Linked DNA regions of Mus musculus: region 2 is linked to region 1. Evidence: chromatin contacts called from public Hi-C data. All regions are on one chromosome and are shown on one strand. The core of a region is the stretch at or near the end of the contact, and the rest is flanking DNA. Distances in the headings are between cores, read along the strand shown.

What was found. Hi-C and Micro-C count contacts between places; a contact is called where the count stands out from the background.
Region 2: a Hi-C map of regulatory T cells shows a contact between it and region 1, with 2.0 times the contacts expected there. The contact joins two enhancer-like sites. A contact is called at or near these places in 3 of 484 Hi-C or Micro-C datasets (bone marrow-derived macrophages, embryonic stem cells and regulatory T cells).

Annotation. Positions count from the first base shown.
Region 1 is chr6:8,297,813-8,303,429 of GRCm38.p6, reverse strand. The region is part of intron 2 of Umad1 (UMAP1-MVP12 associated (UMA) domain containing 1); the gene reads right to left. Among named protein-coding and RNA genes, the nearest start is that of Umad1, 41 kb to the right of the region's middle. Within about 2 kb of position 4,164, at least 49 of the 459 cell types and tissues checked have an H3K27ac peak or open chromatin away from gene starts, as enhancers often do. A contact at or near this core is called in regulatory T cells, where this site is marked.
Region 2 is chr6:8,709,680-8,715,250 of GRCm38.p6, reverse strand. All of the region lies in intron 6 of Ica1 (islet cell autoantigen 1), which reads left to right. Among named protein-coding and RNA genes, the nearest start is that of Ica1, 66 kb to the left of the region's middle. Within about 2 kb of position 3,125, at least 7 of the 459 cell types and tissues checked have an H3K27ac peak or open chromatin away from gene starts, as enhancers often do. A contact at or near this core is called in regulatory T cells, where this site is marked.

The DNA of each region.
Region 1 (5,617 bases), core at 2,915-5,414:
AGTCTCTGGTGAGAACTGTCTGCTATAATTCTGATAGGTCTGCCTTTACATGCTACTTGACCTTTTTCCCTTACTGCTTTTAAAATTCTTTCTTTGTTTAATGCATTTGGTGTTTTGATTATTATGTGATGGGAGGAATTTCTTTTCTGGTCCAATCTATTTAGAGTTCTGTAGGCTTTTTGTATGTTCATGGGCATTTCTTTCTTTCGGTTAGGGAAGTTTTTGTCTATAATTTTTTTTTCCCCGAGACAGGGTTTCTCTGTGTAGCCCTGGCTGTCCTGGAATTCACTCTGTAGACCAGGCCAGCCTTGAACTCAGAAATCCGCCTGCCTCTGCCTCACAAGTGTTGGAATTAAAGGCGTGCACCACCACCGCCCAGCTTTCTTCTATAATTTTGTTGAAGATATTTACTGGCCCTTTAAGTTGGAAGTCTTCACTCTCTTCTATACCTATTATCCTTAGGTTTTGTCTTCCCATTGTGTCCTGGATTTCCTGGATATTTTGGGTTAGGAGCTTTTTCCTTTTTGCATTTCCTTTCACTGTTATGTCAATGTTTTCTATGGTATCTTCTGCACCTGAGATTCTCTCTTCTTTTTTCTTGTATTCTGTTGGTGATGCTTGCATCTATGACTCCTGATCTCTTTCCTAACTCCCGGGTTGTTTCCCTTTGTGATGTTTTTATTGTTTCTAGTTCCATTTTTAGATCTTGGATGGTTTTGCTCATTTCATTTGCCTGTTTGATTGTGATCCTGTAATTCTTTAAGGGACTTTTGTGTTTCCTCTTTAAGGGCTTCTAGCTGTTTACCTGTGTTCTATATTTCTTTAATGGAGTTATTTATGTCCTTCTTAAAGTCCTCTATCATCATCATGCAAAGTGATTTTAAATCTGAATCTTGGTTTTCCGGTGAGATGGTGTATCCAGGACTTGCTATGGCGGGAGAACTGGGTTCTGATGATGCCAAGTAACCTTTTCTCTTGATTTTATTGTTTGTTTGTTTGTTTTGTTTTTTGAGACAGGGTTTCTCTGAGTAGCCCTGGCTGTCCTGGAACTCACTTTGTAGACTGGACTGGCCTCGAACTCAGAAATCTACCTGCCTCTGCCTCCCGAGTGCTGGGATTAAAGATGTGCGCTACCACGCCCAGCTGTTTCTGTTTCTTATGTTCTTATGCTTGCCTCTGGCCATCTGATTATCTCTAGTGCTACCTGCCCTGGCTATATCTAACTGGTACCTGTCCTTCCTGAGATCCTGGGCGTGGCTGAGCTCTTAGGAGTCAAGCTGCCTCTAGGATTTGCCTCTAGGTGTGGCCAAGCTCCTGGGATCCTGAGATCCTTGATGCTGGGCATCTTAGAGTGCTTGGGAGTGGAGCTTCCTCTGGGTGTTGTGGGACTGACTGGCTGTGGAGTTTGCGCCCAAGGTCTGCTCAGGGAACCGGCCCAGACAGAAGGGAAGGAACTTGTGCTACTGGTCTGACGGATTTCCTGCATGCCTGGGCCCCACTGGTCCCAGCTACTCCTGGTGTTGGGACAGATGTTGTGTCCTCAATTATCCTATTCAAATGGTTCTTTTTTTCTTTAAAAAAAAGATTTATTTATTTATTTATTTATTATACGTAAGTACACTGTAGCTGTCTTCAGACACCTGAGAAGAGGGCATCAGGTCTCATTACAGATGGTTGTGAGCCATCATGTGGTTGCTGGGATTTGACTCAGGACCTTTGGAAGAGCAGTCAGTGCTCTTAACCGCTGAGCCATCTCTCCAGCCCCCCCCCCCCCCCCCCGCAATGGTTCTTAATAGCAGTCCCAAGTATGCTCATAAAAACATCCTTGGGGGAGGGGCAAATTCAACCTACCCATTCTTCTGGGCTCTCTAAATGTTACATTTTCCATAACTTCAAAACCAGAAGACATCACACTTAGACTCAGGTCACTAAGCCTTCATATTCTTCAGCCCTTTGTCTTTTGTTTTTATGATACATATAAATGCTAAAACAATTTTTCTAGAGCCAATTAAATTTATTTACAACCAAAACATCACCGCCTTGGTATAAAGACTGACTCACAGAACAAGGAAATAGAAGAACAAGCCTAGTATTTAAACCAAACATTTTTTTTGAACAAATATACCAAGAAAATACATTGGGATGAGCATAGTCTTTACATTTGGGACATTTAGATTATCTACATGCAAACCCAGAAAGAAAATCCCTATCTCTCATCATTTAGAAGCAATCAACTCTAAACTGGTTAACAATTTAAATGAAAACTTGAAACTATGGATAGGGCTAGAAGAAAACACAGGAACACAAGGAGATGTTTCAGGGATAGAATGGGCATGGATATTTTGGTAACAAAATCTAAATACAGAAAAGACAAATTATATAAAATTAAACATTGTATGCATTGGAGAAAACAAGTAGACATCATAAAAAAATTGGAAAAAATGTGTCATAGCGACGCATCTGAGGACAGTAGGATTTAAAATTTTGGAGCACCAAAAGGTAAGGGGGGATGTGGACACCTAAACATACAGTTAAGAACAATTCCAATGATTAATGTGTATACGAAAAACTTCAACATTGCTAAGTACTAGGGAAGTACAAATAAAACTACAGTGAGGTCTTACCTCACTCCATTAAAAATCTGTATTATTAAAAAGACAAGAGACAAGTGCTGGTGAGGATGTGGACAAAGCGAATCTGCACACTATGAAATTGGAACCTTAGTGGTATGGACTACAGATGTATAATTAGTGTCTTCTAGTGCTACAGTGCTATAGTTGCTGCTATTTATCTCACTTCGGCATGTATCGGATTCATAGGGAAAAGGATGAGGGAGGGAAATGATTTAAAGCGCAAATGCCTTGGGACCCTCTCCAGGCTACAGATTCAGATGTGATAGGGGGAGGTCCAGACTTCCTTCCTTCCGACATGCTTCCAGTCACACCTCTGGAATCCAAATGTGTGAGCTACCAAGCTAGGAGCTCTGTATCTCTTTTTCCTTTTTATTCTCAAGACAATTTGCAAATTGTACAGCTGAGTGATCTTGTGGAAATCGTGTCCTTTTGACTGCAAAGTTATAGCATTGTATTATACACATTTGGATGTTAACAATTCATATACACATGTGAGTTCTGAGAGTTCTTCTTTCCCGCTCCCCATCAGAAACATTCCTGGTTCTATTTTGGCTCTGGTAGCACTTCTTTCCAAAGATGACATGCTTTCTGACACATGACTTTCTGACATCCTCACTAAGTCACCCCCTGTACTACAATGGAAGAAGGAAGTATTATTGGTTTTTGTTTGTTTGTTTGGTTTGGTTTTTCGAGACAGGGTTTCTCTGTGTAGCCCTGGATGTCCTAGAACTCACTCTGTAGACCAGGCTGGCCTTGAACTCAGAAATCCACCTGCCTCTGCCTCCCAAGTGCTAGTATTAAAGGTGTTTGTTTATTTTATGCATATGAATACACTAGCTATCTTCGGACACACCAGAAGGGGGCATCAGATCCCATTAGAGATGATTGTGAGCCACCATGTGGTTGCTGGGAATTGAACTCAGGACTTCTGGAAGAGCATTGCTCTTAACCCGTGAGCCATCTCTCCAGCCCCCGAAAGTATTATTCTATTCAACCATTAGAAGCAAGGGCTCAGATTCCAGGCAGCTGAATATTTATTAAGCATCTTTAATGTTCAAGACACTGTTAACTGTCACCTCATCAGAACAGGTAATAGCTGGGAAAATGCCTCTCTGAGTATGCACAGTGTACTGTTTTCCCTTGGGTTACAAATTCTTGTTTGTTCAGAGTGAAACAGTGTGGACAGTTTAATTATTTTAATTGATTATTGTAAGTAGCTGTGAACAGTTCTGAATAAGAGCTTCTTTCCATATTATTTTTCTCATTTTCATTTCACATGTGAACACTAATGAAAGCCTCTCAAACTTGGGACTATAAAGTACTATAAAGTGCTACAGGCACCGCAGAAGGCAAAGGACGTCTTCTTCCTATGCCCTCCTCTAGCTGAAATTATAAGAAAGAAATATATATTTAAGTCTTTTGTGAAAGCCCTCGTGAGACTCAACTGTTGGCTGTGGTTAGCATACATTCAGCAGTATAATCAGATTGCATCACCACCGTCACCTGCTCAAAGGCCAGTGGAAGAAACAAGTGCTCATGGGTCTGAAGCTGGTGTATTGTACTGCATCCTCATGTGGGCTTGCCAGAGATTAGTCACCAGTTTGCAGCTGGTTCTCAATTCAGTTGCTGTGTTACAAGTGCAGATGCAATGGTTTATCCTAATTATATTGCTCCAGTTTAATCTTTCCTTTGCAGCACTAGATCAAATTCAAGACTCACAACTCTATCTTTTGTATCTTCCAAATCTACTCAAAATGTGTTTTTAACCACAATTTCACTAAATCATGTCAACTAACAGAAAGGCAGGAAAAAATATTCTTAATTTTTAATAGATGAGAAGTTATGCCATCCACAGAAACACTAGTTTTGTATTTGAAAGTTTTCCATTTTTCTGTCTGCTAGGAATTATATATACTAGCAAATCTAGAAAATTAATTCTAACTGGTGGTTAGAATTAAAGTTAGGTGGTTCCTACCTTTACTGCTGATCAAAATTATCTGTGAAGCTTTAAACTTTCCTCTCTCTCCTCTCTCTCTCTCTCTCTCTCTCTCTCTCTCTCTCTCTCTCTCTCTCTCTCTCTCTCTCTCCTCCCCCCTTCCCCCCCCAGAAGTACAAGAAGATGAGTCTAGCATAGACTGTTACTGTATCACGAGTCAACAAGAAAGGATAGGCAGATGTTTCTACCACTATTACCATCTTTATTTAATGAGAGTTCTGTATACAGAGTGATACCAACACAAAGAGATGGAACAATAAAAATTAAAAAACAAACAAACAAAGCCAACAACAACAAAAACAAAAAGCCCTTTAAAACCAAAGAAACAGAACCCTGAGGCAATTTTAAATAAGAATAATAACAAAGCATATAACTATTACATGTAAAGCCATCTTAATTTTATATATCTTTAAATTTATTAAATGTAATTAGTGTTTTTCCTTCAAACTTATTTAAAACTGTGATTTTAAAGGTATACACCTTTATATTCTGACTTTGCATTTCTACTCTCGTGCTTTTCAGTAATTCACTTATTGCAGGTAAAGATGGAGAGTAGCAGCAGACACGGCATCCGTAATAAAGACAGCGTCATGGAGGGTATCACAGAAACAAGATGATGTGTCCAAGGCACAGGAGACATGACTGGGAAACCCACTTCAGGTCTCTATTGCTTCTCCTTGTCAAATGAGCAGTGCCAGTCTTCCTTGTAATCTCTACTATGTACAGTATTATTTCACTTCATTATCTGATTTAATTCTGTTTATCATATGAAAATATGAAGCCAATGGATGTATATGAAAAGTTATTTAATCATACCACTACAATGTCAGCATATTGGTTATAAAAACAAAATTCCTTTAATAAGTACACAACATGGCAAGCAGAATCTATGGTATTTTTCACTCTTCTTTGAAAGAGCAAAGTTGAAAATAACTATTTAAAAATAATTAAACACCCAAGTTTACTGACAGGTGAGCACACTTAGCAT
Region 2 (5,571 bases), core at 1,876-4,375, 410 kb before region 1:
GGCCGCCAGAGAAATCCTGTCATTCTGTTGCATCTATGGGTTTTTAAGAAAGTTTGTTTGGAAGTTTTATATATAGGCACGGATGGCTGGTCCTGTGTCCTGTGTTTCTTCCATATGTGTCTGACTCTGTCCACGTGGTAGTTGCTTTTCTACTAAAAGGTCTCAAAGGCCATTAATTAAGCCAAAGCTATCTACCTAATCTGGAGCATACTTCAGTAATGAAATGTGAGTGTTTGCTCCAAGGCCAGGGTCTAGTACACTTGGTGAGGAATGTGAACTAAATGGACTGTGCCTTGTGACTTCACTGTGTTGATTTTTGTTCCCATTTTCTATTTCAGTCAGAATGTGGTCTTTTTCATTCCTTCTGTCAAGTATTTTTGACATGGCTTATTTATACAATAGCTGGAAAAAAAAGCCTTGTCATTTAGAGAATGCTCATCTTTAAAAGCATGTTCCCTGTTATCGTCATCTACTGAGCCAGGTCGGCAAGGCCTGCTCTGTTCTTTTGCACATCTTTTGCTATTACTACTCAAGGCGGAATTTTTCCTTGAAATCCTGGTGAGAATTGAGTCCCCCTTAGTCTCCTAGACAAAATTCCCAAGGGGTAAGACGGATACTTTGCTGAGCAGTAACTGGAGAAGTTACCACACTAGTAAAAAGATTATTGATCTAAGAAAGAATCAGGATTTTATGAAGAGGTGTTTTTAAGACATACATATGCCCCTTCTCTATGGCAGTCTTTGTGACTTTGACCATTTTGACTTGACTCTGAAGCAAAAAAAAAAAGTATATATTCTGCAGATAATATCTACTTCAAGAATAAATTGAGTGTATCAGCAGCAACTCAAGGTTTCCATTCCTTGACCTTTCTCTGGTGATTTGCATGGATTATCTCTTGGATCAACCTCTTGTTATAGTTGCTATGATATTAAAATGATAGAACAGAATACAAGACACTACCCTCTTCAGTTATCTGGTTTAGTTTGGGAACTAAGACAGAAGAGAGGAAGGAAGGTGGAGAAGAGGATGGAGAAAGCAGTGAGATGAGTGAGAAAAGGAAGACGGAGAGAGGGGGAGGAGAGAGAATTCTTAGAGAAGAGATATATAATTCCAAGAAAACCTGGGAAATTTTGGTACGTTATTATAAACTTAGTATATTTCTACTAAAAATACAATTTTCAAGCAAGATAAATGAAAGAAAGGTCCCTAGTCATTTGTATTCTATTCTTTAGAGTGGAATCCTAGTGCCATGAGAAATGAATTAGACAAAAGGCAGAGACCCTGGATGTTACCTTCATTTGTGCACATTCACACGAGGGAGCTTGAGAGTCACTGGCAGGCTCTGGATGCAATGGATGATTCCAGATCCCGTGCCCCTTTCAACTTGCGAATGACTCAAAAGATGGTTGTGCCATCGCTCATACCACCTGGCTATATTGCCAAGCTAGGAGGAATGGGTTATATGTGTCTGTGTGTGTATATGAGAGAGAGAGAGAGAGAGAGAGAGAGAGAGAGAGAGAGAGAGAGAGAGAGAGAGAGAGAGAGAGAGATATGCTAGGGGTTAAGAACATGTATATATGCTCATACAGGCATACATATTTGTGTGCTCAGAACCACTAGCTTAGCCGCATCTAGCATTCTTCTTGCCTGTCTGCCAAGGTCTCCACAGCTGGGTTCTGGAAAGCAGGCTGGTAGCAAAGAGCCATTAAGATTAAGAAAGACAGACACAAGAAATTAATATAAAGATGGGATCATGTGTGCGCTCTGAGCCGCCCAGATACGCAGGGCACCTATTATATATTGTGGGAAGGAGAAAGTACATTACCTAATCTCAGTGTGTGGGGTCCTTGGTAGGGTAGCTGTCTGGTGGAACATGATTACACAGTTATTTGGAATGAGGAAGCTGTGCTTGATACTTTTTGCATGTATTGGTTTTAGCTAAAAGTCAACCATTCAATATCTGTTCCCTGACCAGGAAAAAGCCTTGCCATTGCCATGAATCTGGGGCACTGGTGTCTCTGAGATGGTCATGCTCATGTCAGCAATACACATTCCCTTAGGGATTTCATCCACTCTCCAAGCCTGGCTATAGGATTAAGTCTCAGCTGGGAGCCAGGAACCACACAGCAGTGTACTTCCATGGGACTCTTTAGTCCATCAGCTCTGCTCCCAGGTTTATATTTCTAAGTTCTACTGCATTTTGTCCTCTTATATCTCCATTATTCTAGATGAACCCTGTGTTTTCTCTGAGTTCAACCTTCAGTGCTTTGTAAGGAACTTCATGTAACTCATTCTCCAGATGTGCCAAATTTCTCCTATTGAGTACATATGATATTAGGCAACGGTTGGGTCACTCACATTGATACACTTAGTCATTACTATTGACCAAATCATAGATTAATGCAAAGTGACACATGTCTTCAACTCCCCCTGCCCCTGCCCAGATATGTGACATCTCACCACCTGGCACTATTCTTGTTATCTTATTCTCAACAGACTTCTTTACAAATGATTTTGTGTCCCTTGTAATAATGTCTGAGAGAGAACATTGCTTCAGTTCACTGGTGCTGTCTGAGCATAACATTCATTCACTCAGTGTTTTGAGACCCTGATGTATGCTCAGCCTTGGGACACAGCACTGAACAAAATGGATATGATCTCTGCCCCATGGACTTGTAGGGTTATAGACACATGATAAAAGATTCACAAGAGAACATGTAGAGCTAACGAGTCACCATGGTGTACTATGTGAGAGGGCCCTCTATAAAGCCTTCAAGCAGGCTTCTGTTGGAGGTGTCACTATTGTAAGATATGAGGGACAGCTTGGCCATAGCCAGGAATTGCATTGTGAGGGCTAGTTTCATGTAGTCATAGTAAGTCTATACTTACACCCTAAGATGCACCTTAGTTTCTTGCTTTCTCATCCTTTCTTCATCTCAGAAACCACTAGACTTGCAGACTTTGACCTTCTGAATATTTTCTAGATCAGTGTTGCAGGCCTGATGACTTTCCTGGACCACAAGTCTCTACCTTGACTTCCTACTTTGAGTTGGCCCTCTACATAGCCCTGTGTGATCAAAACAAAACCCAGGTGCCACCACAGCATGTCTCTACAAAGTGCCTGCTGAAGCCACAAGGTCAGGTTCAAGCTGCTGTGGGTTTTGTCTTGTCCACATCTCAAGAGCCATAACTTACACCACTTCCAGCCTCATATTTTGTTTTGCAGAAATATCGAGCTGCTCTAAATAGTGAACCTTATACATGGAGCTTGTCACCAGTCAATATCCTGTGTGTCTTAGCAGACACTCAGTTATCAGGGACTGAATTGAGGATGCAGGTGTGTCTTTAACTTTTGATGTGCAGTTTATGTTTTCATTACTGCACTTGTTTTCTGTCCTGTTTATCTTTTGCAAATATGGGTTCATAGACTCTAAAAAGATTCATGGCAGTGTACAATTTGGGCAGAAACATTGGTGGATCAACTCAGAATAAGTAAGGGAATTAATGTAAGCAGTGCAGCACTTAAGGAAAAATTCTAGAAAGCAGGGCACTATGTCAAGCTGGACTTAAACTGACAGAGAACATTGTCTAAAGTGAGCCCTCCTTGAGTCGGACAAAAACTCTTGGTAGTTTAATGTCTAGCATGAAAACTGCTAAGCAAGAGCTATTGTTCTCTTTAAGGGCATTTCTATAAAATGTTCAGTAACATGTCCTAAGTTAACTGAAGCATTTTTCACAAAAGCAAGGCCAAATGATGTTCTCATATTTGTATGATGAAGAAATCGTATTGGCCTTCATTCAAGAGACTAAAGTGAGTCAGAATCCTTAGTATCTCTTCTGCTAAAACAAACAAACAAAGAGGTAGCACATTGCCACAAGGCGTCATCTTGTTTCTGGTCAGGCAAGGGACCAGGCTTACTCAAGTTTATTTCTCCCCAGCACGTAGTAGAGAGCACGGTTTCACATATTTCTGTTCAACTACCAATATAGTCTAATATTTCACACAATTGAACATAATAAGATATTTCAGTAGACTATAAAAAGAATTTCTTTCAAAGCCTGGTAAAATAATACACAAGGTTAGAGTGTTTGTTTCAGCCTTCCAAGTGGACACAGGTTTCTGGCTTTTCAGTGTTAGATGCCAGCCAGCTGGCTAGAACACTAAGAGTGGTCTTCAGTCACATCTTTCTGTGGTTCTTCTTTTATCTGCTTATATGAGTATCTGAAGTCACCTGGCTTGGGGGAGGGAAGGGGGAGAGGGGGGGGAAGGAGAGGAGGAAAATAGAATATGATTGTACACTCTGTCTGCTCTTATGATAAGGAAGCTGGCCCCACAGTAACAGTCATCTATGCACAGGGCTAAGTCCATATTATTCAGGAAAGCTCTTAAAGGTTCCATTTCTTTTTTTTTTAAGATTGATTGATTGATTGATTGATTGATTGATTTAATGTATATGAGTACACTGTAGCTGTCTTCAGACACACCAGAAGAAGGCATTGGATCCCATTACAGATGGTTGTGAGTCACCATGTGGTTGCTGGGAATTGAACTCAGGACCTCTGGAAGAGCAGTTAGTGCGTTCAACCTCTGAGCCACCTCTCCAGTGCCCTAAAGGTTCTGTTTCTTGATACCTTTACATTTGTGATTACGTTTCCATGATGAGCTTTGTTAAATGCATTTGAACTATAACACTCCCAGCTCTACACTGCCCAGAACATCAGCCTTGCAGCTTGAGGTAAAAGGAAGGATCCTGAGAAGATAGACCTTCGTCTAGTCTGTCTCTTATTAATGCCACTGTCCCTCCAGTTCCAAGGTACCATTAATTCTTAAAATGTGACAAGTCTGGATTAGCCAGATGGTTCCTGGTTGCCACCTACCTCCATGGCCAGATTATTGCTTGGCTCCTTGTGTCTATAAATAATGTGTTTCCAAGCTCCCATTTTGCTCTTCTTTTACATGTATTTAATTTTTGTGGGTTTCTTTGATAAATAGAGCTGAAGGCCTCCAGCCTTCCCCTTTGATAGGAAAACACCATTGCTTTACTTTCCCATTTTTATTTTGTCTTAGCAAGTAGTATCTTTTATGTTATCTTTTATGAATTTGAAATATGTCCTTTTCTTTATCATCTTTATCATCTATTTTTTCAAATACTTTGTAGATTTATATCTTTTTAGTTACTTCTTATATATAAATATATCTGGTATATATTAAATTACTGAGAATATTTTTTCAAGCAGTTTTACTTTTGTAGAAAAATTGGGGGATAGGTAAGAGAATTAATTCTCCTCTGCCTATCCTCCCTAAGGCATTCCCTTCACGTGGGCACACACAGCCTTCTCCCGTTGCATCCCCAAGCAAGGCAGAGTGCTTTAGTTACTGAGCTAGTCAGTGGCACATTTCATCAAGCTAACTCTAGTTTATACTAGTATACCGTATATTTGTGTTTGGCATTCTCGAGGGTTTGACTAATGTATGGTAATGTAAATAAATCATTATGAGAGCACCCAGCACAGCTTCGCTTTCCTAAAAGTCCTCGTCCCCTGAGGCTGCACCCAGAGGTGAGGAGCTGA